Regions from separate parts of the Mus musculus genome. Here region 2 is linked to region 1. Evidence: chromatin contacts called from public Hi-C data. All regions are on one chromosome and are shown on one strand. Each heading gives the region's core, a stretch centred on a gene start, on an enhancer-like site or on the middle of the called end of the contact. The rest is flanking DNA. Distances are from core to core; before and after follow the strand shown. Region 1 has its middle 19 kb from the start of Pck1. Region 2 overlaps Gm36911 (a long non-coding RNA gene).

Region 1 (6,610 bases), core at 4,048-6,547:
CACACATAAGTGCCGGCCTGCTGTTAGGCAGAACTTTCCAGCACCCAACAAGTTCCAAGTTAATTTCCAGGGAGGAAATTAGATGAGAACTGGCTTTTAAAACACAGAGAATCTTGTGTTTAAAAACTTGGTTGCCAGGGAAACTCTTTCTCCAGCGATAGCTTTGCCACCGAATGATAAATTAAACCCTAACTGAAGGGTAATTAAGGAGATTGGTGGAGCTGTGGAGAGGCTAAGGCCAGGCAGCTGCAGGAGGTGCCTGAGTCTTTAGGTGTCCCCTCATCCTGGAAATCAGGCCCCTGACTGCAGGGGCTTGAGTGTCCCTCCAAGGGGAGGCTAGCAAGCAAACAGCTGGGTGCCATGTTCAGTGAAAGGCCAGGTACTGCTAGAGGGAACATAAAATGTCATCCTGTTACCCTGTGAGTTGGTGAACTCCAGGAGTCAGTAATAATGACACTGTGAGAGCTGTGTCTTGCACCCCTGCGGTCTGCGTAATGTTGGCAAGCATCAGGCAGGGGCTAAAGCTACTGCGATCTACCAACCTGGGGGAACAAGACAATTTAGCATGGAGAGCATGGTCCCAGCCAGCTAGCAGTCTCTCTGTTCATCCATCTAACCGGCTGTTGGAACATCCATCTACCTACAATCTATCTACCCACTAAGCCAGCCATCTTTTCACTTCCTGGCTCACTCACCCATCTGTCTAGCTGTCTATGTGGCCAAGCACCTGCCACTACCCTACGCACACATGTGCAATTGGGATTCATAGGAGAATGGATGAACGGATGGGAGGATGGATGACTGGGCAATAAATGAATGGGCAGCCAGGTGGAGAGACAGATGAATGGGCAGATAGATGGATGGATGGATGGATGGATGGATGGATGGATGGATGGATGGATAGATAGTGAGACTAATGGGTGGATAGACTGGTGGATAGATGCATGGATAGACAGATGGACAGGTGCAAGAGTGGATGGATGGATGGATGGATGGATGGATGGATGGATGGACGAATGGACGAATGGATAGAATGACTAATGGGTGGGTAGACTGGTGAATGGATGCATGGATGGACAGATGGACAGGTGCAAGAGTGGATGGATGGATGGAGTGACTATTGGGTAGATAGACTGGTGAATGGATGCCTAGATGGACAAATAGATGGGTGCAAGGGTGGATGGACAGGTGGACAGATGGATGGATGAATGGATGGGTGAGTAGGTGGACAGGTGGGTAGATATTTGGCTGCCTGGTGGGATGGCTGGATGGCTAGAGGGATGGGTATGGGCTGAGTGTCCATGGATACCTCCATTTAACTATCTAGTGGTATTCTAAAGCCAATGACTTGCTTTGGTTTCTTAGGGGTCTCTGTTGCCTGTAGATTTCCCAACCACTTTCTCCTTTCATCACAGTTACTTGGGTGTTCTTTCTATCCTCTTTCAATGAGGCTGCAAAGGAGCTCTTAGAGCCATCTGGGAGGAAAGGTTGGACTGTCACCCTCATCTGCAGTGCAGAAGGGAGGGGAGCTGGGCTTCATGGCCCTCTCTACCTGTCTGTACTTCTGCTCCTAAGAGGGACTCATAGGTGATATAGAAAGCCACCATCCCAGGCTGCCCTGTGCCCAGCCCCCAGCACTGTTCCATGGAATAAACACAGCTGGTGCCAGCGTGGTCAGCAGGGGTGAAAGTCCAGGTCAGGAACCTCCTGCTGATTCCGGATGGTGAGACTTTATCCCTTGTGACATCTGGCCTACTTCTTCTATCCCTTTTCAGGAATTGTTCACTGGAATTCACCATCTTTCACCTCTATCCAAGCCCCCCCCACCCCCACCCCCTGCTCTCATAACCAAATCTGTGGTTGGAGATAGGGTCTGTATGCTCAGCCAACTCAGGGACAGCTTCTTCAGAGGCAGCCCAAATCAGTGTTCTGGCTGGAACAGGGCTTGTGGACCTTATTTTGTACTGGAGGAAACTGAGGCCCACAGTGGTGAGGTTGGGCCTTGTGGAAGGGCTGGTGACATCCAGGGTTTGGAGGCTCTTCTAAGCTTGTCTTCTGAACCCTCCTCACAGGCAAACGTGGGGACCAATGCTCAGGGTCTTTTGAGGGCCAAATGGAGAAGTGGGCCATGTTGAGTGACTCCAGGGATTGTCTCCCTATTCCTCTCTCTGATCCCCAGCTCATGGTCCAGGGCCCTGAGACGTGTGGGAGCCCAGTACTGAGGACACTTAAGACAGGCTGCTCCCTAGAAGGCCACAGAAACCCAGTGTCCTGCTGACCACTAGGGGGACCTCTCACCTCCACCCAGTCACAGTCCCTTCTCTTTCAGGCTTGACCAGTGTTGGTGACTAGGCACAGGCTAGCCCATCCTATTTTAGCTGAATGGTAGGTGAGGGGCTCTGGGACCAAGTGGCCCAGGATTTCTTTTGGGGTCCCTGTCCAAGGGATGAACTAGAGTGGGTTCTCAAGTCTAGAATGAAAACGGAGTTTACATTTATGTCCTGGCAAATCCCCACAAACCCCCAACCCATTGAGGGCACCCCAGAGCCAGGCTTTCAAAGAGCCCCTTCCCACAGATCCAGGGTACATTTGCTTCTACATTATATCCATCCCTCCATGCCCCTCCACTCATGTTGGCAGCAATGCTAACTGCACTAACCTGTATTCTGGCACACAGCCCCACTCCCTGCCTTAGACCCTACCTAGATAAACAGAGGGAACTGGGTTATGCATGCCCTCTCCTTGTCAGATAGGGAAACTGAGTCTCAGAGTTTGAGCAAGGTGGCCTCAGGGCTCATGTGACTTGCTCTCACTTGAAACAAACAACCAGGGAGAGTCATCCAAGGTCGCCAGAGCCGCCACTGCAGCAAGACACCACAGTGTTGTGACTTCTGGTCAGGTCCCGACACGACGCGCCGCGGGGAGGGCGGAGGGCTGAGGGCTGCGGCGGGAGGGCGGCACGACGCGCCGCGGGGAGGGCGGCGGGCTGAGGGCCGGAGGGGCCTCTTTAATTCATGAGCTGCTGGCAGAGGCCCCGTCTAGGGGAAGATTGATGGCCGGCTGGAGGGAGCGGTGGGTGGACTCATAAAACTGTCGGCAGCGACCATAAATCAGATGAATATTCAAGATGCGGCTTCGCCTCCAAGCAATTCCCCAGCCCTGCCGAAGCAAGATGGATCACTGCAGGAAGGTGCGCGGTGGCCTCAGAAGCCCTTGGCTCCCTCCCTCCCCAGAGTGAGGTACTCTGGACACCCAGAACTTCTGTTTCTGCCTAGAAACTCAGGAATCCGCAGAGAGGAAGAGCCAATTGCAGACCCCAGACCAAGGCAGATCCCCCTGGGCACACACTTGTGACAGTACAATCCATCTCTGTAAGACACAAATATCAACTGCAAAGGACTCTGTAGGGTGAGGGATGAGGGTAGGCAACAGAAAACAGCCCCCTCTCAGATCCAGGCCTAGAACATTCCATGCCCTGAGAGTGACCGACATCTCCGAGCCAAGCAGTGTTGGGCTTTCATGTTCTGGACAGTGGATGCACGTGGGGCTGGGACCTCAGAGCAAACTCAATTCCACCTCCACCCCAACCGCCACTCCACCCCTGCAACCGCCAAGCTCCCTCCATGTGACCACACTGACTTCTCCTTCTCATGGCTCTGTCTCTTTGGACTTGTTTAGGGAAAGGCTAATGGGAGTCTGAGCTAGTCTTTCTAGAATGTTCTCTTGAGCCAATAAATCTAAATGAGATGCTGGGAGGTGGGTTATGAGGAACTTCTGGGTACAGCCTAGAGTCCAAGCCCCTCCTAGCTCCTACCCAAATCTCTATGAGCCAAGGGGCCTCTGTTCATGTCTTCACCAATTGCAGGTGCTGGCTGTTTTAATGGCTTGTGGTCAGATGGTATCTTGAGGGAGAATTGCGTACTCTGCAGAACTCATACAGCCTCCTGAGCCCCCAAGCTGATCAGAATGAGCTCCACAGGGCTGCAGTGGGGCCTGAGACTATGAAGGCTGAGACTCAGACAGACCCTCTCCAAGCTTCCTGTGCCTGTCACTACATTGGGGTGCAATCCCTCTTCCCACCAGCCAAAGGACTGTGTGACCAGCACTGTCTGCCTCTCTGTTGTCATCTTAGGCTGCTGTCCTCAGGGCCTTTGCACTGGCTATTCCTATTGCCTGGACTTCATCTGAATGCAGATGTCTGCCCCTTGACTTTGGTGGCAGCCAACCTACATGGGTCAGGTGCTGGGAGCATTGCCATGGCAATCCCTTCATGACTCTCAAGCATGGCCATCAAGAAACAGACTCAACAAAGTATGGCACTTGCTCCAGGGCACAGCTGGGGACAGGGAAGAGGCCTGTCTCAGAGGAAGACTGTGGACCTATGCCCCCTTTGGAGTGGCCCAGAGTCTGCCCAGGGAGGAAGCTTCTGCTCTGGGTCAAGGGGATGTGAGATGCAATGTTCACACCTGAGGAACTGCATTCTTCCAGCTGAGCAAAAGGGAAGTGCTGGGCCCACTCACTTCCCTGTTTGTAGTGCTTCTTTCCCAACGCTGGGCTCCTTGCAAACCATGGCACAAGCCAGCTTAGAGTGGTAGCTCACAGTGGGCCTTGCCCCAGTGAGGAAAGAATCAAATGAGCATCACCATGGCAACCAGCTGTCAACCTAGGGGCTTAGCAACCAAGGTCAGGGCCCCTTCCCCACGGGGCTGCCTTCTCTCCCCCAAGCCAAGGAAGCTAATATCTCCATGGAAGGGTAGAGGCTGTTGCCAGAGACTCTTGTGGGCCCTGACAGTCGTTCTGATTTCTCTTGCAAACACTGAAGGCATAAACCCCCTAAACACCCCCTCTAAAGCTGTTTCCCCCTCACCCCCCCCCCCTCAAGAGGTAAAAGTTTCTTGTTCTAAACTTCAGAAGAGCCTTAGCAACCTGGGCACGTCCTGGGCAGACAAGTGCGTCATGGAAAACTTGGAGCTTGCTGATTGGCTGGTCTCTGCTGCAGCGATGCGAGTCCCTGAACACTCAGGAAAACAACATAATGTATTCCTGTCTGCAGCTCCGAGCAGAAGCTCATTTCGTGTCTTGTGTTTCCATTTCCCGAGGATTAATAAGTGTGGAGGGGACGCGGGCTTCGTGCCGAATATTTATTTAGTCAATATACACATCAATTTAGCAAATTAGAGATTGCAAGCCATTTCTGAGCACGGCTGTAAAAATAATAGCTGTGCTTTAACTGGTAATGGATTCGGGGGAGGATGGCCGCTACGTGCTTGGCACTGAATAAGGACACAGAAGTTTAGTTTGTCGAACTTCACAAAAAGCCTGAGTCACTGTGGGTGTTTGTGAAGGAGAAGATAGCTAGATTCCGGAGACAAAGCCAAGGAATGGGCTCAGGGTCTCTGAGGAGACCAGCAGGGTCCTGACACCCAGTGGGAGGGGACAAAGAGGGTCTTAAGATACCATAGGAGGGGACAAGGAGGCTCCTGAGCCACAGTAGGAGGGAAGAGGAGGGTTCTTAGAAAGAATGGGAGGGAGCAAGGAGGGTCCTGGGGCATAGTGGGAGGGGAGAGGAGGTTCCTGGGAGGGGACAGGAGGGTCCTGAGATACAGTGGGAGGAGAGAGGAGGTTCCTGGGAGGGGACAGGAGGGTCCTGAGATACAGTGGGAGGGTAGGGAAGGGTCCTAGGATACAGTGGGAGGAGACAAAGATGGTTCTGAGACCCAGTGGGAGGAGCGAGGAGAGTCTACGCCGCCCCCATAGCTGTGTGGGCAGGCTTTGGAGATTCTGGCTCTGTTAGATGTGGTGGTTTGTTCTCTAAGATAAGGCATTCACAGCCGCCTCCCCCTCCCCCCCGCAGCTGTGACAATCCCAAAATGCCCCCAGACCTAGGCTCCGTTGGAGTCTCTCTCAGTTGGGGTGTATGAAGGAGGGGAGAGTCTCCGGGCTGTATGTTTTGTTTATGGAGGCCCCACCTGCGAGCTAGATCTGCAACCTGCAGAACATCTTACAGTGCAGTCAATGCTCCTTGGTCATAGGTGGGAACCTGGAGGCTCAGAGCACCCTACTGAGCTAGGGACTGTGAGCTTCCCCCTCCCTGGTCCCTGGGAGGATCTTCTCCTCCTGTCCTCTCAAGTGTCCCTTCCTCTGAGCCCCCTTCCCCTGGCCTGGGCTGGTCACCTTCATGATCCATGTTCCTTCATCCCTTCTGAGTTCTCCACAGGCCTTGCTTGGCCTGACCCAGACTGCATTCTTGTCTATTGAAGAAGAACCTACCCAGCCCCTGCCTCTGCACTGATGAACCAAAGACTTCCAAACTGGTCCTGGTCAGTCAGCAAGCAGCAGGCAGAGATGCCAGCTGCCCACACTATGTATCAGGCCCATATCTTTTGGGGGGGGGGGTAGAATCCTTACTCTTTAACTTCTAAGCACATGAACTTGTGCCCAAGTGGTGACCAGCAAGGCAAAAGTGGAGGAGTCATGTGTGTTATTTTCCAGAAAAATTTCTTCCACATCTACTTCTCTTTCCTGGCACCTGGGAAGGGGACTTGATGGCTGGAGCACCAGCAGCAACATTGGATTATGAAGTAGAAATATTGTATTAAGTATAGAGGAG
Region 2 (7,210 bases), core at 745-3,244, 180 kb after region 1:
AGACCTGGGCAAGTGCCTCAGGTTGACTCCTCAATGGGTCTCTGATCAGTTTAACAGGGCACCTGGCTAACTATCTCTGACTGAAGGCATTCCAGGAAGGCTGGGAGCAAGGAAGCAGGTGAGGCATAGTATGTGTCTCACAGGGCTTTTGGTCCACCAGGGCCGGAAGATCTTCCTGAGTGGAGTCACCATAAGGCCATTATAATGGGCATAAGCTCATTCGTGGTATTTTTCTAGCCTGACATGGTGCAGTTGCTCTCAGCTTAAAGTGAGACTGCTTCGCCACACATACCCCACTGACATGGAGGAAAATGGTTGCCAGTGGTCAAGCAGGAAGGCAGCTGGGCACTGTCCTGATGCTGTGTTCTAGAGAGCCTTACCAAATCTCCTTCCCGGCCCCATTGGAGAAGGAATCTTCCATCCCTGATGGACCATAAGCCTGCCAGGAGAATGCTGCTGTGTGTTCTGAGGCTAGAACCCCTGCACCCCATTCCCGCACCTTCTCTGTAGCCTTCCCCATGTGTAGAGGTCACCACTTTGGTCTGAAAGTGCTTAGATCTCTGACTCCAGAGTGAGTCTGGCTGATCCCAAGCCTGCTTCAATATGAAAGACACATATATGCCAGCCACTGAGCTGATGCCAAGGAAGAGGAAGAAGAAGAGGAAGGGGAGGGGGAGGGGGAGGGGGAGGGGGAGGGGGAGGGGGAGGGGGAGGGGGAGGGGAAGGGGAAGGGGAAGGGAAAGAGGGGACAAAGCTACAGAAACCACAACAGTGCATGCTGGGTGGGACAGATAGAGCTGCAGGGGGTGATGTCCAATCCGTGCACTGCAAGCTTTCAACAACAGGCTGGGCTCTCTCCCTTGTCTTTGAGATGCTGTGTCTGTGGCTCACTGGTCCTAGGGAAGCTTCTACACATCCCTCAGCAATCCACTTTCCATGTTCCATCCTCTGTGAAATTCCTAAGTCAACAATGCCGTGGGCTTTCTTCTTTCATGATTCTTCAAGATTCTTCTGCTGTGTATGTGTGTGTTTAAATTGGATTTTGTTTAATTTTGTGTGTGTGCATGTGTGTATTCAGGTGCACGTGTGTGTATGTGTATGTGATGTGTTTTGTGTGTATGTCATGTGGTATATATGTGTGTGTGTATGATGTGTGTGCATGTGATGTAGTGTGTGTGTGTGTGTATGTGTGTGAGATATGGTGTGTGTGTGATGTGATGTGGTGTGGGTATGTATGTATGTGTATATGATTGTGTGTGTGTGTGTGTGTGTGTGTGTATGTGATGTGCTGTGTGTATATATGTCATGTGGTATGTGTGTGTATATGTGATGTGATGTGGAGTGTGTGTGTGTGTGATGTGGTGTGTATGTGTGTATCTGTGATATGCATTCATGTATGTCGACACCAAAGGTCAACATTAGGTGTCTTCTGTGACTCCTCACTTTTTTTATGAGACAGCGTTTCTCCCTGAACCCAGAGCTCATTGCCTAGCTAAGGCCAGCTGGCCAGCGAGCCCCAGGGATGCCCGACCTCCCACCCCAGAACTGGGGTTGCACATACACCGAACTCAGGACCTCAGCCTTGTGTGCCAAAAACTTTGCCCACTGAGCCAGCTCCCAGACCTGACTTTACTGTTTTGGTCTTTTGGGTAGAGATGCCAATCAAACTATCTTCTGAACTTGGCACTCATCCACCTGGGGCCTCCCTCCTCTTTCTTTGCTGACTTACACCCTGTCTGAGCTGACCCTGTGTCTGTTTCCTCCACCCACACAGCCCACGCCCTGGACTTGAACTCTGTAGGTGTGACCATTGTGTTCTCTGAGAGGCAAGTGAGAGCACAGAACCTTACAGAACTCAAGTCCTCTGGCGTCCTCCCCACCCTGCTGTGCCTCCTGCCAAGCTTGGATTTTATCACCAGAGCTCCTTTGGGATCCCATGGTCAGCGGACAGGGCTGTAGCTGCAGGGCTCTGTCTCCATATCTGGCCCAGCCTTGTGGGTTTTTACCATATGCAGCACTCCACCCCCTCTCCCAGCATGCTGGATTCCAGAACCTGGGATGAAGTTACAGAGAGGGACCCAGCGCCTTTCAGAACTAGAGATCCAGAGTCAAAGCGCCTGTCCCTAACAGGATCAGCCAGGGTCTGGCCATCTCATCAGTTGAGGTTCCGAGAAGTTGCATCTTAAATTATTTTTATGGACGGTTGGAGTTTTGAGTGAATGTTTAGACTGCAGCTCACAAACACTTCCCTCTTTGGGAGGAAAGGAAACTGGCTCTCATTTGGCAGTTTCTGCCTCTGTCAGCGTTCCCAGTGGCAGGAACCATAAGCTCTGCCTGGGAAGGGCTGGGGCCACAGCTGGCTTTTATTATTGAATATTTCTGGTGGTGATGTTGGCCCCGACTCTGTTTATGTTGCTTGTAAGATTTCACGCAAGACTCTGCGAGGACCTGGGCTTGAGCCCGAGCGTCTGATCTTCAGGGTAATTCGTTCCATCCCTTCATTCCTGAGCCCCTGCCTTCTGATTTTTTGCCAAGTTCATATTGAACACTGCCAGGAAATGGAGTGCGGGCAGAATGTGCAGACTCTGGGTCCCCGTGGCTTCGGCTCGTCCTTCATCCTTCAGGGGAGAGGGTTCCGTCTTGCTCAGAGGGTAGTGTGTGTGTGTGTGTGTGTGTGTGTGTGTGTGTGTGTGTGTGTGTGTGTGTGATGTCTGTGTGAGTGCATCTATGTGATCTGTTTCTTTAGAGAGTTGCTGACCCCAAGGTCAAACAGAATGTGAGTCTGTCCTGCCTTGAGTCTCTGAGTGCGTGTGCTTGCCCTTGGCCTGGCAGAAAGCAGAAACCCGTGGCTCTGGGCCCTTCCTGCAGCCATGAATTGTTCACAAATGTCTTGCTTTGCTCATAGCTTGCCAGGCTGCCTTGAAGCCCTAGATCTAGCTCTGAAGATGTGACCAGTTCTGTGCAGGGTAGAGAGTCCTTTCCCCATTCTCCCTTTGGGATATGAAAGAAACTCTAAGAACACACAAAGGAGAGGCTGCTCTCCACTTCCCAACTTGTTTGTTTATTTTTTTTGTTAACATGTTTTCCAACAGTTCCTGGGTGTGTATTTGTGGAGTAAGCACATGTGTGCACATGTGTATTTGTGTGTGTGCCCATGTAAGCATGTATGTGCACATATAAATGTGTCCGTGTGTATGCTTGTTTGTGCATCTTTGTATATGTGTACACACATATATACACACATGCAAGTGTGTCTGTATCTTTATGTGTGTGTGTGCACATGTGGGCATGTACCTGTGTCAGAGTGTGCACAGATGCATAAATGGGACATTACTCTAAGCTTCACGTTTCCTGCTCACTAGGAGGTTAGAGAGCAGATGGCCTGTGTACCTAGTGGAGATCAGAGTCTGAGGTGTTGGGGAATTTTGGGGTGGGCTCACGGTCCCCACTGGAGTCTCCTGGGATTGTCTCCAACGGGTCTTGCTCAACACTGTAGTGAAATAACAGAGTGTCAGGGTATTATTTCTGGACCACAAGAGAACCCCGTGAGGACTGGGTGAACCCACCTTGGCTGTCCTTCCAGTGAGTCTCAGGGCATTTATGGTCCATGGTCGTAGCCTGTGGCTTGTGGTACTGGCCCCAACTGTGCACATCGTGGACAGCAGTGTGAAGTGTGAGGTCAGAGGCATGGGAACTGAGAACACCATACAAAGAGATCTAAAGTGCAGGGCAACATCAGTCAGTCAGGGGCAAGGAAGGTTATGACCACCCCTCCCCAGTGTCTGTGTGATACCCCGACTGTAGCACTGCCCAGCACCCGTCAGAACACAGAGCAAGCCAGTGAGTCACATAGAAAACAATTACGGATGGAAAGCTGAGAGCCAGCTTCCCACAGGGCTCCTGTTTATCTGTAGAGTCTCACTTTATGACCGAGCCATGAAACCATGCAAATGGAGATTTTAATGGAAAAGCTGCCACACTGGCTTCATGCGGAGAGGACTCAGCTGACCAGGACAGTGGCCAGAGGATGTGTTTGAGTCACCATCTCCACTGACATCTTACACTGTGCGTTCACTCTCCGGGCTTCTCGGCCTTCGACTCTGTCGTTAGCAACAAGCAAAACCTGGTTCTGTGTGTCTCTCTCTCCAGCTCTTTTGGAACAAGCAGGTAGTGAATCTGGGCCTTGGCATCCTAGTGACATCTGGGCCTTGGATCAGTTCCATCTTAGATCCTGAAGGGTGTTCAGCACAGCCCCATTTTAGGCCACTGGTCACCATGGAGAGCAAGGGCCCCTAAAGTTTCCCACTGATCCTTTGTCCCCTGGCAGATCAGAGTGGGGTCTAAAAGCTCACAGCTTATTAGTCAAAGGAATGGGTATCACTGTGTCCCTCCTGGCTCCCCAGAGGCCATTTGTCCCAGAAAGATACTTGCAGCAAAGGCTCCTTAAGTCTGATATTCCAGACTCAAGTTTGGCCTGAGTTTCTGCATGGCAGAGACACACCTACCTCTGAGAATGTGTTGTGCGTATGCGTATGTAAACTCACGTGAGGGTCATGAGAGGGAGTGCCTCTGCATATAAGTCCTTTTGGGATGCACACACACACATACACACACACACACACACACACACACACACACACACACACACACACACTGGCTATTTGGCTTCTGAGGAAGGTAGAGAAGACAGTGTCTCAGGCAGGAAACAAAATGGAGTTCTTGTTTGATTTAAAGTCATCACTGGTAACCCAGTGCTGTAAGGGACTGTCCTTAGAGCCAAACCACCACCATCTTCAAATATCATCGTGATAGGAGAGAAAGAGCTCATGGAGGACAGCCCAGGCTCCAAGGAGGCACCAGGCTGTCACATCTCCCTCTTAAAGGTCTTCTCCCCGCAGAGCTGGGTCAGTCGCTTAAAGGGAAAGAGAACTGAGGCAGAGTGAACTGGGCAAACCCTTGCCCAGGTCCACCAGCAAGTGAAGGCCCCAGGGTGCTGTGCACCGATAGCGATGCTGTAGTAAGGAACAAGGTCGGAGACCTGCTTGTGAAATAGTGAAAGCAAGAGTGAGCACAAATCCGAGGTCTCCACTTCTCTCCTGTGTCTTCTGTCTGTCTGTAGACTGTGGTTCCTGGCCTCTATGTTGTCTATCTGTTGCATGTGTCTAGTCTGTTCCATGCTGTCTTTCTGTATATCATGTATGCCCAGTGTGTGTTTGTGTATGTGGTGTGTGTGTGTGTGTGTGTGTATGTGTGTGTGTGTGTGTGTGTATGTGTATGTGTGTGTGTGTGTGTGTGTGTGTGTGCCCCTAACAATGGGATTTGCTTGTGTTTACTGAACACAGAGAATCTGGTATGGGAGTGCTTTTCTACAAAGTTGTTGGTTGTTGTTGTTGTTGTTGTTAACAACAACAAAGATTCACAAAGACATTTCTTCACTGAACCCAGATGACCCAGAATAACATTCAAAACTGTGCACGAATTTTACCAACCTATATCCACATGTTGCTTTATGGTGTGTTTGTTTTGAATTGTTTTCCACGAGTTGGCTGCTCAAAACAAATGATTATATCACACACACACACACACACACACACACACACACACACACAAAGGCCAGACAGCCTGATTTCAGTTGCTTCAGCGCCTGAGCAGGAGCGTAAAGCGCCGCTGGCTTGATGACCCAGGATGGCCTACCTCTCCTCTACCATGTGAATCAGTGCATCTTCCTCTCCCCACAGGGCCGCCGATGCCTGCAGAGCCAGGAGGGTGGCTCTGGCTAGCACCTCTCTGAGGTAACTCTTGCCTGTCACCTGGGGAGAGAGAGGCCTGTTACTCCTGCTGCCCTCTGGAGTCACTAGGGCGCTGCTGGTGGCCAGGCCACAGCACAGCTCAGTGAGACACTCCAGGACAGCAGGGATCCTCCGGGTGAGCCCTGTGTCGGGCCAGCCTGTGTGAATCTTCAGTCCCTGACTGTTCCACAAGGAGGGAGTTTTCCTCACAGTCATGCAATGTCTTGAGCATTTCCTCTAAAGCACCTCGGAGTTCTCTTCAGTATGAGTTTCTTTAAAAACAAAACAAAACAAAAAAACAAAACAACAAAAAAACAAAACATCGGTCCAGGCCAATAAGACTTCATCAGATAAAAGAGCTGGTTGCCAAACTTGACTGAGTTTGGTTCCTGGAACTCAAATGGGGAAGGGAAGAAACAAGCCCCGTCCACTTCTGCCCAAACTGTTGTCCGATCTCTGTGCATGCACAGCAGCACACTAAGTCAATACAGTTTAAAATATTAATCAGTTAATTAATTTGAAGGGCTGGGAAACGTCTCTGGCGTGCAAGTCTGAGTATGTAAGTTTGGATTTCCGATACCTACATAGCAAGCTGGGTGCAGCGAAGTGTAATTCCAAGGCGGGAAGGCAGATAGACAGATCTGGAGTTCGATGGTCAGTCAGTCTTGCTGATTGATGAACTCCACGCTCAGTGAGAGACTCTGTTCTCAAAAATATAAGATCAAGAGTGACAGAGAAGGCTGCCAGTGCCGGTCTGTGGCCTCGTCATACACGAGTCCGCACTCATGTGCATGCAAAGATGCATACACAGACGGGGTTTCAAAGGTGATCTAAATAAAGGTTTTAACTAGTTATCAGAATAATTAAATTGTTTCCAAACCAGCAAGTTCACGTCTTAGGGACTTGGGTATTGTGACACTAGAAGCCTGGACCTGAATGCTTCAGCCTATCCCGCAGGCCTTGTGAGGTGGGTGTGGCAGCTTAAACTGCTGGAGGTTGGACCAAGTGCTTCAGGGTCCTGGCACACGCCTGCTTAGTGAGCTGTGAGTCTTTTGAATGAAGGCAATAGAGGCTGGGAGGAGAATGGCTCAGTCAGCAAGGCACTGGGCAGATGGCTCAGTCAGGATAGCACAAGGTCCTTAGTTCCACACCCATAAGGAGCTGTGCACAGTGGCACACGGCCACAATTCCAGCACTAGGGAGCTGGAGGCACGTGCAGCTAGCCTCAACCAATCAGTGAGCTCCAGGCTGGATGTCTCCAAAGAACCAGACGGGCAGCTCTCGAGGAATGACAACCTGGGTTGACCTCTGGCTTTCACACACATGTGCATGAACGCTCACGTCCACATGTAAGTGTGCACATGCGCGTGCATGCACACACACACACACACACACACACACACACACACACACACACACAC

Evidence for each region. A called contact is a pair of places that touch in the nucleus more often than the background predicts.
Region 2: a Hi-C map of uterus shows a contact between it and region 1, with 2.5 times the contacts expected there. The contact joins two enhancer-like sites. A contact is called at or near these places in 4 of 484 Hi-C or Micro-C datasets (embryonic stem cells and uterus) and 1 of 115 datasets of contacts at active chromatin or transcription factors (embryonic stem cells).

The regions. Positions count from the first base shown.
Region 1 is chr2:173,168,629-173,175,238 of GRCm38.p6, forward strand. No RefSeq gene overlaps it. Among named protein-coding and RNA genes, the nearest start is that of Pck1, 19 kb to the left of the region's middle. Within about 2 kb of position 5,298, at least 188 of the 459 cell types and tissues checked have an H3K27ac peak or open chromatin away from gene starts, as enhancers often do. A contact at or near this core is called in uterus, where this site is marked.
Region 2 is chr2:173,350,132-173,357,341 of GRCm38.p6, forward strand. The region is part of intron 1 of Gm36911 (a long non-coding RNA gene); the gene reads left to right. Among named protein-coding and RNA genes, the nearest start is that of Gm36911, 6.9 kb to the left of the region's middle. Within about 2 kb of position 1,995, at least 115 of the 459 cell types and tissues checked have an H3K27ac peak or open chromatin away from gene starts, as enhancers often do. A contact at or near this core is called in uterus, where this site is marked.